Regions from separate parts of the Pungitius pungitius genome. Here region 2 is linked to region 1. The links are chromatin contacts, called in public Hi-C maps. All regions are on one chromosome and are shown on one strand. The core of a region is the stretch at or near the end of the contact, and the rest is flanking DNA. Distances in the headings are between cores, read along the strand shown. Region 1 holds the start of kita (KIT proto-oncogene, receptor tyrosine kinase a). Region 2 holds the start of rabggta (Rab geranylgeranyltransferase subunit alpha).

Region 1 (5,150 bases), core at 2,637-5,136:
CTCTGCTCCCATAGACGTCTATGAGGAAATGACTCTACTTCTCTCTTGATTTATTCCCTCAGTAAACATTGTAAACATGAGTTTATGGTCTCAGTCTCTAGTTTCAAGTCTTCTTCAATGCAGCATGATGTTCATTTAGTGGACGATGGTCCATGTGGAGTCAAACAGACCATAAACATAACTTCTGTTTGCTGATTGCAAACACGGTTGTGACCGAACACTTAAACCTGTTTCGCTGCTCTTGGTGTGTAACGGAGACGATGAGAGCTGACATCGACCTGTCTGTCATGCAGCTGCGTGACGACATTAGAGAGGAACATAATTACACCACGCGTGTGTCAACGCAGGTGTCCATGTCACATGTTTTAAAGTGCTGACTGTGCTAGACTGTTAAACTCCCATCTTTAATTTGGAATTCTGGGGCTGGATGTAATAGAAATGACCTCCTAACGTCTTTTCCTAACCACTTTGTGGAAAAGGTGACAGGGTTAAGGAAAGGTGGTTAGGAGAGTTGATGAGGAGTTAGGATAGGACAAGGCGATGTTTAGGGATGGACTCCACTTCCACTGAGCTGCGTAGTTGTGATGGAGGAGACGCATGTTGGTGACGTCAGTCTGCAGCGGCTACAAGAAGCATCTGAGATGCCTTCATGTGTGGTTACAGTGTCATGCAGACGACATTTATTAACATACATGACTTAACGGTTACTCACATGATCTACTATGTGGTCGTTCAAACAATCATTCAATGGCTGTACAAAATAGATGATACAGGTTTCATTATTGTACTAAATGTAAATACATCATGTAAAAGTACTACAGTAGAAAGAATAGTACCAACACAGAGGAATCATTGAACAAAACTTGACTCTTGAAGTACATGAACTCCATGGCCTGGAGGAGGGTTACTGGTTCATGAAGGCACGTATCGTACACCTTCTACCTCCATGAGGAGGGTGAAGGAGAGGAGGGGGGGTAATGCAGGCTGGTACATTGTGCATGGAGATCAATTACAAGGCCTGCAGCATGGTCTGAAGAAGTGGAACATGGGACATTAGAAACAGTGTCTGATAGAGGATGATGATCAAATATTATACATTGTATCAAGAGTTTTGAAAAATGGCATCAAACTTCTGAAATTAGCAGCAAAGTGGTAAAAACTTTAAAGCCTGAAATGGACACTTTTGAATCAAAACTCATATGATTCTTCTTCCCAAATGCTACATTTCTTTTCCATAAACCCATAACGATAATGAGTGTAAGCGAGGTGATGGAGGCTTCTAAAGACCAAACCTTCTCACGTTTCCATCGAGCGTGTTGAGAAGGTAAAGATGCTCCGGCTACACAGGAAATACAATAATGCAGCTTTTGTTTATGAGAATCTTTACATTTCATTTTTCCCATTTAACTACCTCTCTCCTCAGTAGACCACAAGCTGTTGTCTCACCAGTTTCCTCGTGCAGATCAGAGAGAAAACAACTTTGTGCGTTGCCCACAGAGACTTTTATGTGAATGGGAAAATCAATGTGTGACAATTGATGGGTCCACAGGAGGTAATGCTTCGAGGAAGTTAAATTAGAGGTTTGGTTTCAGACCATTAGAGCTCTGAGGAGGCGTCTCGCCTTATGAGAAGTGATATTAAATGACAAAATCTATTTAGGCTTCAGTTTATGGTTTAAGTCTGTAATGCTGTTGAGACATTTTCACAACCCACATTTCTCTTCTTCACGAATGCGCTGTTTACGGGTCAAAAGCAGCTAATGAATACAGGAACGTGTTTGTTTCAAACTGTCCTCCGGGAATCCAGCCAGATGATTAATAAATGCATTAATGCAGCAGCGTGTACACAAACAATACGAGCAGAGCGTCCACCACGCATCACCAAAACAAACACGGACGCTTGAGTGTTTGATGAAAGCTGAAAGATCGTCACGTCAGAGAGTTGCATGTGTTTCTAATAGCGCTGTCAACATAAAGGCAATAATCGACGCAAAGTAATGCAACTAAATATTTTAACGTAGTGAACGTACAAGAAAAACAAACATTCATTAAAGCAACATTGTTAGAACAACAACATTCATTCATAATGAATTTCAAAGTGTGCGATTAATTAGTTTTTTTTTTAAGCCCTGGTTTCTCATCATGATGGACTTTATTTACTTATTTACTTTAGCTAAAAGAAGACAAGAATTACAAGAACGGTTGAGTCAAGAACATTGTTTGCCACATGAAAACCTCAGAGGAGCCTTCATGGGTTATAAGTGATGACGTGGTTCTTAGAAATGTCTCATTGTGTCTGTTTGAATGGTTCGTGGTAAATCTGCTCAGTGTTGAATACAACGTCATTTAACTGATGCTTTTATCACAAGCAACTTTTGTTGCATGTTTAACACATGGAGTTTACATTTTTACTATTGAGGGTTAGATGTATTGCTCAGGGACACGTTGACATGGAACATGGGGAAGCCAGGGTTCAAACCAACAACCCTGTGGTTCCTGGCGCACCCTCAACAGTCCATGCGACACATTACATGGAGTTAAGCCTGATACCAAGAAGTGTGACACTGTGTACAGGATAAGCAGTTTGAAGATGGATGGATGGACTTTGCTGTGTACACATTGGATTTCTCCACTTAGCAATCGAAACAGCAAATTATCCCAATATTGTGTTTAAATAGAGGCAGATAGCAGTGTTTGCAGTTAGATTATAAATTAAACACGTGTATTGTACCTGGCGCTACACCCATTTTTCACAGAATGGAGAACATGGAGATCATGTATGGAAGTTAAGTTACTGCTGATGTAGAGGCATTTTTTTTGGAGCCTTTAAACCACAAACAAACAATCATGGGTGTAACCACGCATTCTTTGGGGGGGTCGTGTCCCCCCTCAATATTGAGAAAATACCGATCCCATGAGCGCTGTCCATGGATCGGTCTCTTGTTATTGTCTTGTTTATTTTCAATTCATCTCCGTGTGTTAAGAACAGTGTGAATCCCCCCTCCTATCTGTACACTTGTGTGATTTCGTTAAAAACCATCTCGCGTGGTTCTGCGTTGTCATGGTTACCGATCACCTTCTCGTCAGTCAGTTGAGAGCAAAGAAAGTTACGTTAACTTGTTGGAAAGGAGAATAATGGAGGATTTAAGGTTGTTTAAAAAGTGGAGAAAACTGGACCAGCAGCCGAGCGTCGACAGTAAATATATAAGCAAATAAAACCGGTAGCTTCATAAAATCATGTATGCAATGCAATTATGATATATATGAATATGATGGAGAAGGGTACTCATTTGGACCCCCCCCCCCCATGTCTAAACCATGGTTCTGCCCTTGCAAACAAATGATAAGTGGAATGATGTAAACGTAAAACATGTCACTGAATGCAGAACTAACCAGTGGGTTCCCTTAAACTGTCACTCACACAAATCATCAGCTCGGTTTGCAACAATCAAAGGAAATAACGAAACTTGCTCTTGTTGGGATTATAAAGACCTGTTTTCAATAAAAGGGAAATCACTAATTCCTGTCAACATTATGCAGAGACCAGTCGAGTTTGATCCAATAGAAAACTAGGCCAACTCTGCGAGTGTGTGAGTGAAAAAACAAGCGTCATGCGTGTTCTCATGAGGGAAACACAAAGGGTCATTATGTCCTGCTGCCAATCTAGTCTCAAGTGTGTGTGCTGTGAAGAATAGAAAATCCTGTAGAAATGTAAATATGCTCCGTGGTGTCGACACGGGCTGAGTGGAGAGACTTTATTAAATAACATATAAAAAAAACCCAGACTGACCCAGACCACCCCGCCCCGTGGATAGCCCCCCCATATAAACACCAAAGTCCCTCACAGAGCTACAGCTACACCCCCTCCACCCCCTCCACACACACACACACACGCACACAGAAGGAGCACAGCGATGTGTGCGGATGTTGGAGACGGCTGCGTTGCTCCACTGAGCATCTGCGCCTTTAAAGGCTTGTGAGTGCGCACAGCTCCAACTTGTACACAACTCCGACGCGCCTTTCAGAGAGGCACCTCAACCCCGCAGAGAGGCACCTAAATCCCGCAGAGGCACTTCAACCCCGCGGAGAGGCACCTAAATCCCGCAGAGAGGCACCTTAACCCCGCGGAGAGGCACCGCATCCCCGCGGAGAGGCACCTTAACCCCGCAGAGAGGCACCTTAACGCCGCGGAGAGGCACCTTAACGCCGCGGAGAGGCACCGTAACCCCGCGGAGAGGCACCGTAACCCCGCGTAGAGGCTCACCTTCACGGCTGGCCCCATGGAATAATGACTATGGAATACCACTGGATCGTGCTGTCTGTGTTTCTGCAGATAACCTTCCATCCAGGTGAGCCACTTGTTGCTGTTTTATTGGTATTTGAGAGCAGACCCGGGTGTGTCTCTACCGAAGGACCCCATCGCCATCCCGCGGTGCTTTTCACCACTTTTCTTTGTGGCGGTGCAGCGAGGGGAGCGGACCATCTGTCCAATGCTCCGTAGCGCAGGGCACCGTTAATAAGCAGAGGATGGAAAGGACACGCGGCACACACCTGTGCTCGAGGGACCGCGGCAGGTTCACAAACCGTCTTTATGGAAATAAAACGTTATCAGCGACTCCTGATCACGAGGAAGTTTGCAGGTGATGAGAAAGAACGCAAATCAGACACACATCGAGCTTTGTTTGAAACACATCAGCACGTGAGGGTTGGATCCATTTCCATCGAACTGTTGATTTCCATTTAGAGGAAACAACTTTTAGTTTGTAAAGTCAGTGTTTGTCCCTCTGCCTCGTGCGTCAGGTGGATCCTTTCTTTGGGCCCCCCCCCCGTTGCTTGTTTCTACTCGACAGCTCCAGAGGATCCAGGGGAGGGGGGGGTGCCGGGGGGGGGGGGGGGATTTGCGTGCACGCAGAGGCCTTGCCAGTCATGTGATGCCGTGAAGCTTTCAGCGCTCAGACCGAATCCACCGGGTGCTCCCGCGTATCGGACTCGTCTCCCGGTTGATGCCTTAACGGGAGATTTTCACCGGTTCAGAACCGAGCGCCTGGTGTCCTGTGATTCTGTCCTTCAGTCATCCTCATCATCAGCTCTTTGTGTTCATGCATCTATTTGAGAGTGGAGGGCGCAGTTGTGTCTGTATTGAACAACACA
Region 2 (4,649 bases), core at 959-3,458, 170 kb after region 1:
TCCCCCGTCGATATCCTGCGCTTCTGATCTTTTGTTTTCTTCTTGTTTTCGAAGCCATGGAGAAGAAGAAAGTCGGAAAGGAGGAGGAAAGAATCAAAAGGACACTCTGTCTGGAAATTGAAAAGCTGGATATGGAAATGAAAATGAGGAAATCCTCAGTTGACATGCAGAGCAGCATGGACATCCTCTTCCCCGAATGTAAGTAATGAGGCTAAGCCCCGCCCCTTCTGGCTTCACCAACCTCTTTCAACCTAATTTGTAAACATATTCTGCTAAGCTGCTAGCTAGCTAGCTTAGCCTAGCTTAGCTCTGATATGTTTTTACCCAGCGACTCTTTTTCGAGTCTTCTACAAAAAGTTGTTTCCTGTGAAAAGAGACGTTTTTTAGGAAAAAACTCAAAATAAATAATCGTGTAAAAACCTTTTGTAGAAAGGGCACAAGGAGTAACTTTTCGAAGCATATAATGGTGCAGGACACAACAATCGACAACAGTCGACAGTAGAGAAGTTCAAAGACGACTTGTTGACTGGATTCGAATTGTCAAAAAATACCATCTTATAAAATCGTTTCCTAACCACAATTCCTTGGCCTTTGTGGAAAAGGTGACAGGGTTAAGGAAAGGTGGTTAGGAGAGTTGATGAGGAGTTAGGATAGGACAAGGCGGTGTTTAGAGATGGACTCCACTTCCACTGAGCTGCGTAGTTGTGATGGAGGAGACGCATGTTGGTGACGTCAGTCTGCAGCGGCTACAAGAAGCATCTGAGATGCCTTCATGTGTGGTTACAGTGTGAGTCATGCAGACGACATTTATTAACATACATGACTTAACGGCTACTCACATGATCTGCGTTTTTACATCATTATTGTTGTTTGTCGTGAACAGACCAATGATGCTATTTAAATATTGCAGCCGCAAGGAATTGTGGGACAGAATGATCTCCTTTCCTTTGGTAAAAGAAGGTCTGGTGGTTCCTTTACTAAAGGAGCTAAGTAAGGAAGCATTGAGGCTCCTTTCCTTAGCATTAGAGAATAAAACAGCTCTTCTCATAGCGCTACGTCCACGAGTTCACTTCCTTTCACGCAATGAGGAACCTTCCAGAGAACATTTGACAATTTGAATCCATCCGTTGCTCTCGGCGTCGTTTACTAAAAACAATGTCCCATGATGCTCCTCTTGAAGGGGCGGGGCTTATCCTCCCCATCATCAGCATGGTAACCTGAGTCTGGCCTTGTGTTAGTTTCCAGAGCAGAAGCAGCGACTCCCCTCCGACCCCTCCAGAAGGTCCTCGGGTGGCTGGCGAAGCTTCCGGTCGGCGGCGACATGGATAACCAGACGAGCCTGAACTTCTCCCAGACCTCCGGGTACAGATCGCTGCTGGACTCTGACCTCAAAAACCTGGACGAATAAGACGCATCAAGGATTTAAACACTGCAGAGTGTAAATAAATACTTTGAAACCTCTGAACATTTAATTTTGTTTGTTGGTCACAACGCGTGAGAACTTTATCTTTCTTTCACCGTGAACCTGTTAAACAGAACCAGATCCCTTGTTCTTTTTGAGGGATTTAAATAAATATGAATCAAATAATATTTTGTCCTTTGATGAAACAGCTCTTAATTTGACCAATTCAACGTTTAAACTACTGAGTTTGATTGAAAGGTATCTAAATTAATAATTTCAGTTGTGCCCCTGGGAAAGTAACCATTTACATACATTGTGTTAATGTGTTTCCTGTTTATTCTGTTACAGTAATAAAGGATTTTTTTCTTCCAGCAGATTTTCAATGTTTTCTCAAGGTGAATTAACATGACAATTAAAATGGACATTTCTTTAGCATCTGTTTAATAAAAACCTTTTTTGGCATTTTAAAATTGGAGCACTGCAGTTAATCAGTGGGATTAAGAAAAGACTTTAACAACTCTTTATGAATAGTTATCATCATAATTATCACTATCTATATACATCTACTTCAGTCCGGGTATTCATTTGTAATTGTCTGATTAACTTGAACTATAAATATTTAGATTCTCATGTTTTTTAGTTCTTTCACTTTTATTTAATTAGTATTATTAGTGTATCAAATGTGAATAACCATCAATTATTGGTTGATTTATATTTTGTATCATAAATCTGAAAAGTAACAAACATACAAACGGATGTGTTTTACAGCATTTCGCCTTTCTGTCCACTAGATGGCGACGAATCGCCTCCGCGACAGACGCTCTGCGTGACGTAGATTTCATGAGCCGGAAGTGAGGAATTGTAGTTGTTAGAGACCCCGATAGTGACAAGACGAATCAAACTACACCGTGAAAAACAGACAAGAAGCCGATTAAAACCCAACAGGTGCGTGTTTTGTGATTTGAACTGAGTCGCGTTCACTGCGCGTCTATAATTCCATGACGTGTTGAATGGAATGACGGTTGTTGTGTTGTTTACGGGTGGGGCTAATTAGCATGCTAGCTGCAGACACAGGTCTGACTGTCATTTTTAAAGACCTTAACATAACGCCTGTTTTTGGTTCTTAAACAGAAACTGTTTGAGGGTGAAGTTTCCTGCACAAACTGAAAGAATGGTGAGATTATCAATAAATGCACAAATAAATGGCATGATGATACACATTCATTGCATGGTGTTATTATTACACATGAGTGATTATCATTACTTTGTGTTCTTCGACAGCACGGCCGAGTGAAGGTGAAGTCTACAGCCCAGCAGGAGGAGGAGAAGAGAAAGGAGAGGGAGAAGAAGCTGAAGATTTACGTGGCTGCACGAGATGCCTGTTTCTCAAAGGTTTCTCCACACTTCTGCCTCACAGCCATTTCTCTGACTAAGTGGTGCCATATTAGCATTTCAGGTTTGTTCTTGTGCTCATGTCTCACATCAGCTTTCCCTGCATTTGTCTGCCTGTCTTTCCGTCCACTTGTCTTCCTCTATCCGGTGGGCCAGAGGAAAGCGGGCGTCTTTGACGAGGCGGCTCTCCAGATCACCCAGCAGCTCCTGTCATCCAACCCTGACTTTGGAACCCTGTGGAACTACAGACGAGAGATCCTGATGCACCTGGAGACTGTTAAGTGAGAACACCACCTTTGTGTCTCTCCACCTGTGAGTCCTCAGGGACAGGACAGGAGAGTGAGCTTCTCCTCTCCGTTTCCAGGGACGAGGACGAGGTGCAGAAGATCTACGAGGCCGAGCTGTACTTCCTGGAGTCTTGTCTCAAAGTGAATCCCAAGTCCTACGGCAGCTGGCACCACCGGGGCTGGGTCTCCACCCGCCTGCCTCGACCCGACTGGGCCAGAGAGCTGGGCCTGTGCGATCGCTGCCTGAGCCTGGACGACCGCAACTGTGAGTAACGCAGCAGAGAGATGAGATGAGAAAAGATACAAGACGTAGTAAAAAGAAACCAGATATTGGTACCCCCCCCCCCCTCCAGTCCACTGCTGGGATTACCGCCGGATGGTGGTGAAGAAGTCCGGCGTGCCGGTGGATCGAGAGCTGGAGTTCACCGATCGCCTCATCGGCTCCAACTTCTCCAACTACTCCAGCTGGCACTACCGCAGCACGCTGCTGCCGCTGCTCCACCCGGAGTCCCCCGAGCCCCTCCCGTCGCCGCGCCGACCGCCCCCCCACACCCCACCGCCGGCTTCCCCGCAGAACCACTCCCATCGCGTCTGCGAGGATCAGCTCCTGAAAGGTGAGCTGCAGCAGTCCGGCAGCAGGGGGCAGTGTGACGCTGTGACGAGGCCACGTGGTCTGATTGTGTTTCTACGGTGAACAACCGTTCACATGCATCTCTGCAGACACGACATCAAGGGGTTTACCCAGAATTCATAGCAACGTGCTGGGCCTTACACTCACAATCATTTTGTTTTCAGAATATGAGCTCGTGCAGAACGCTTTCTTCACCGACCCGAACGACCAGAGCGCCTGGTTCTACTACCGCTGGCTGCTGGGCAGAGGTGAGTCCGCCTGTCCACCTGTCTGGTTGTTGTTGTTGTTGTTTACTCTTGTCTGATGGCTGTCTTTCTGTCCCAGCGGAACGCGAGGAGACGATCAGCTGTGTGCTGGTGAGCCGGGAGCAGGAGACCGTGACCGTGGCCTTCTCCAGGCCCGTCAACGTGAGCCGCTTCTCTTCTTCTGGGCTTTTAAAAGAAGTAACGCTGCCTGTCGGCTGTGTTTAACCACTTGGTTCCTTCCACCAAGGCGCAGCCTGGCGGTTTGATGCTGTTTCTGGACGGTCAGCCTCAGAGGGTTCAGTGGAGGAGCGTCCACCCGCGCTTCAAGCACAGCCCGGTGTGGGTATCCTCCCCCATCACCATACCTTATTATCATCATTATTATTATTATCGTTTGACATCCTGCTCTCGCTGCTTTCATTTTTCTTTTTAAAAGCTTTTGTGTGTCGTCGGGTTTGGAGTAGAGAACGTATGCCCCCCCTCCCACCCCCTGGCCCCCCCCTCCATCATTAAACAACGGCGATAATAAAATAAATGATTCAGTCGAGGCTGAGAGGATCCGTTGTCATGGCGACCGAGGGCAGCGATGAGTTCATTTAGAATCGTGGCTCTTTGTTTCCCCCATGTGATGATGATCAAACATATGTGTGGCCTTTGGACCTTGACGACCTTGACCTCAGGTCTGTGACCTT

Evidence for each region. A called contact is a pair of places that touch in the nucleus more often than the background predicts.
Region 2: a Hi-C map of muscle shows a contact between it and region 1, with 9 times the contacts expected there. The contact joins the promoter of rabggta here to the promoter of kita in region 1. A contact is called at or near these places in 2 of 2 Hi-C or Micro-C datasets (both in muscle).

The regions. Positions count from the first base shown.
Region 1 is chr7:21,037,656-21,042,805 of fPunPun2.1, forward strand. kita (KIT proto-oncogene, receptor tyrosine kinase a) reads left to right here and starts at 3,887. Exons shown (of 21, transcript XM_037470413.2): 1 at 3,887-4,348. The coding sequence starts at 4,288.
Region 2 is chr7:21,209,985-21,214,633 of fPunPun2.1, forward strand. rabggta (Rab geranylgeranyltransferase subunit alpha) reads left to right here and starts at 2,209. Exons shown (of 17, transcript XM_037470137.2): 1 at 2,209-2,347; 2 at 2,534-2,576; 3 at 2,684-2,794; 4 at 2,951-3,075; 5 at 3,159-3,346; 6 at 3,435-3,695; 7 at 3,877-3,960; 8 at 4,037-4,119; 9 at 4,205-4,300; 10 at 4,638-4,649. The coding sequence starts at 2,574. LOC119216784 (GTPase IMAP family member 8-like) reads left to right here. Exons shown (of 6, transcript XM_037469919.2): 5 at 55-198; 6 at 1,239-1,773. The coding sequence ends at 1,408.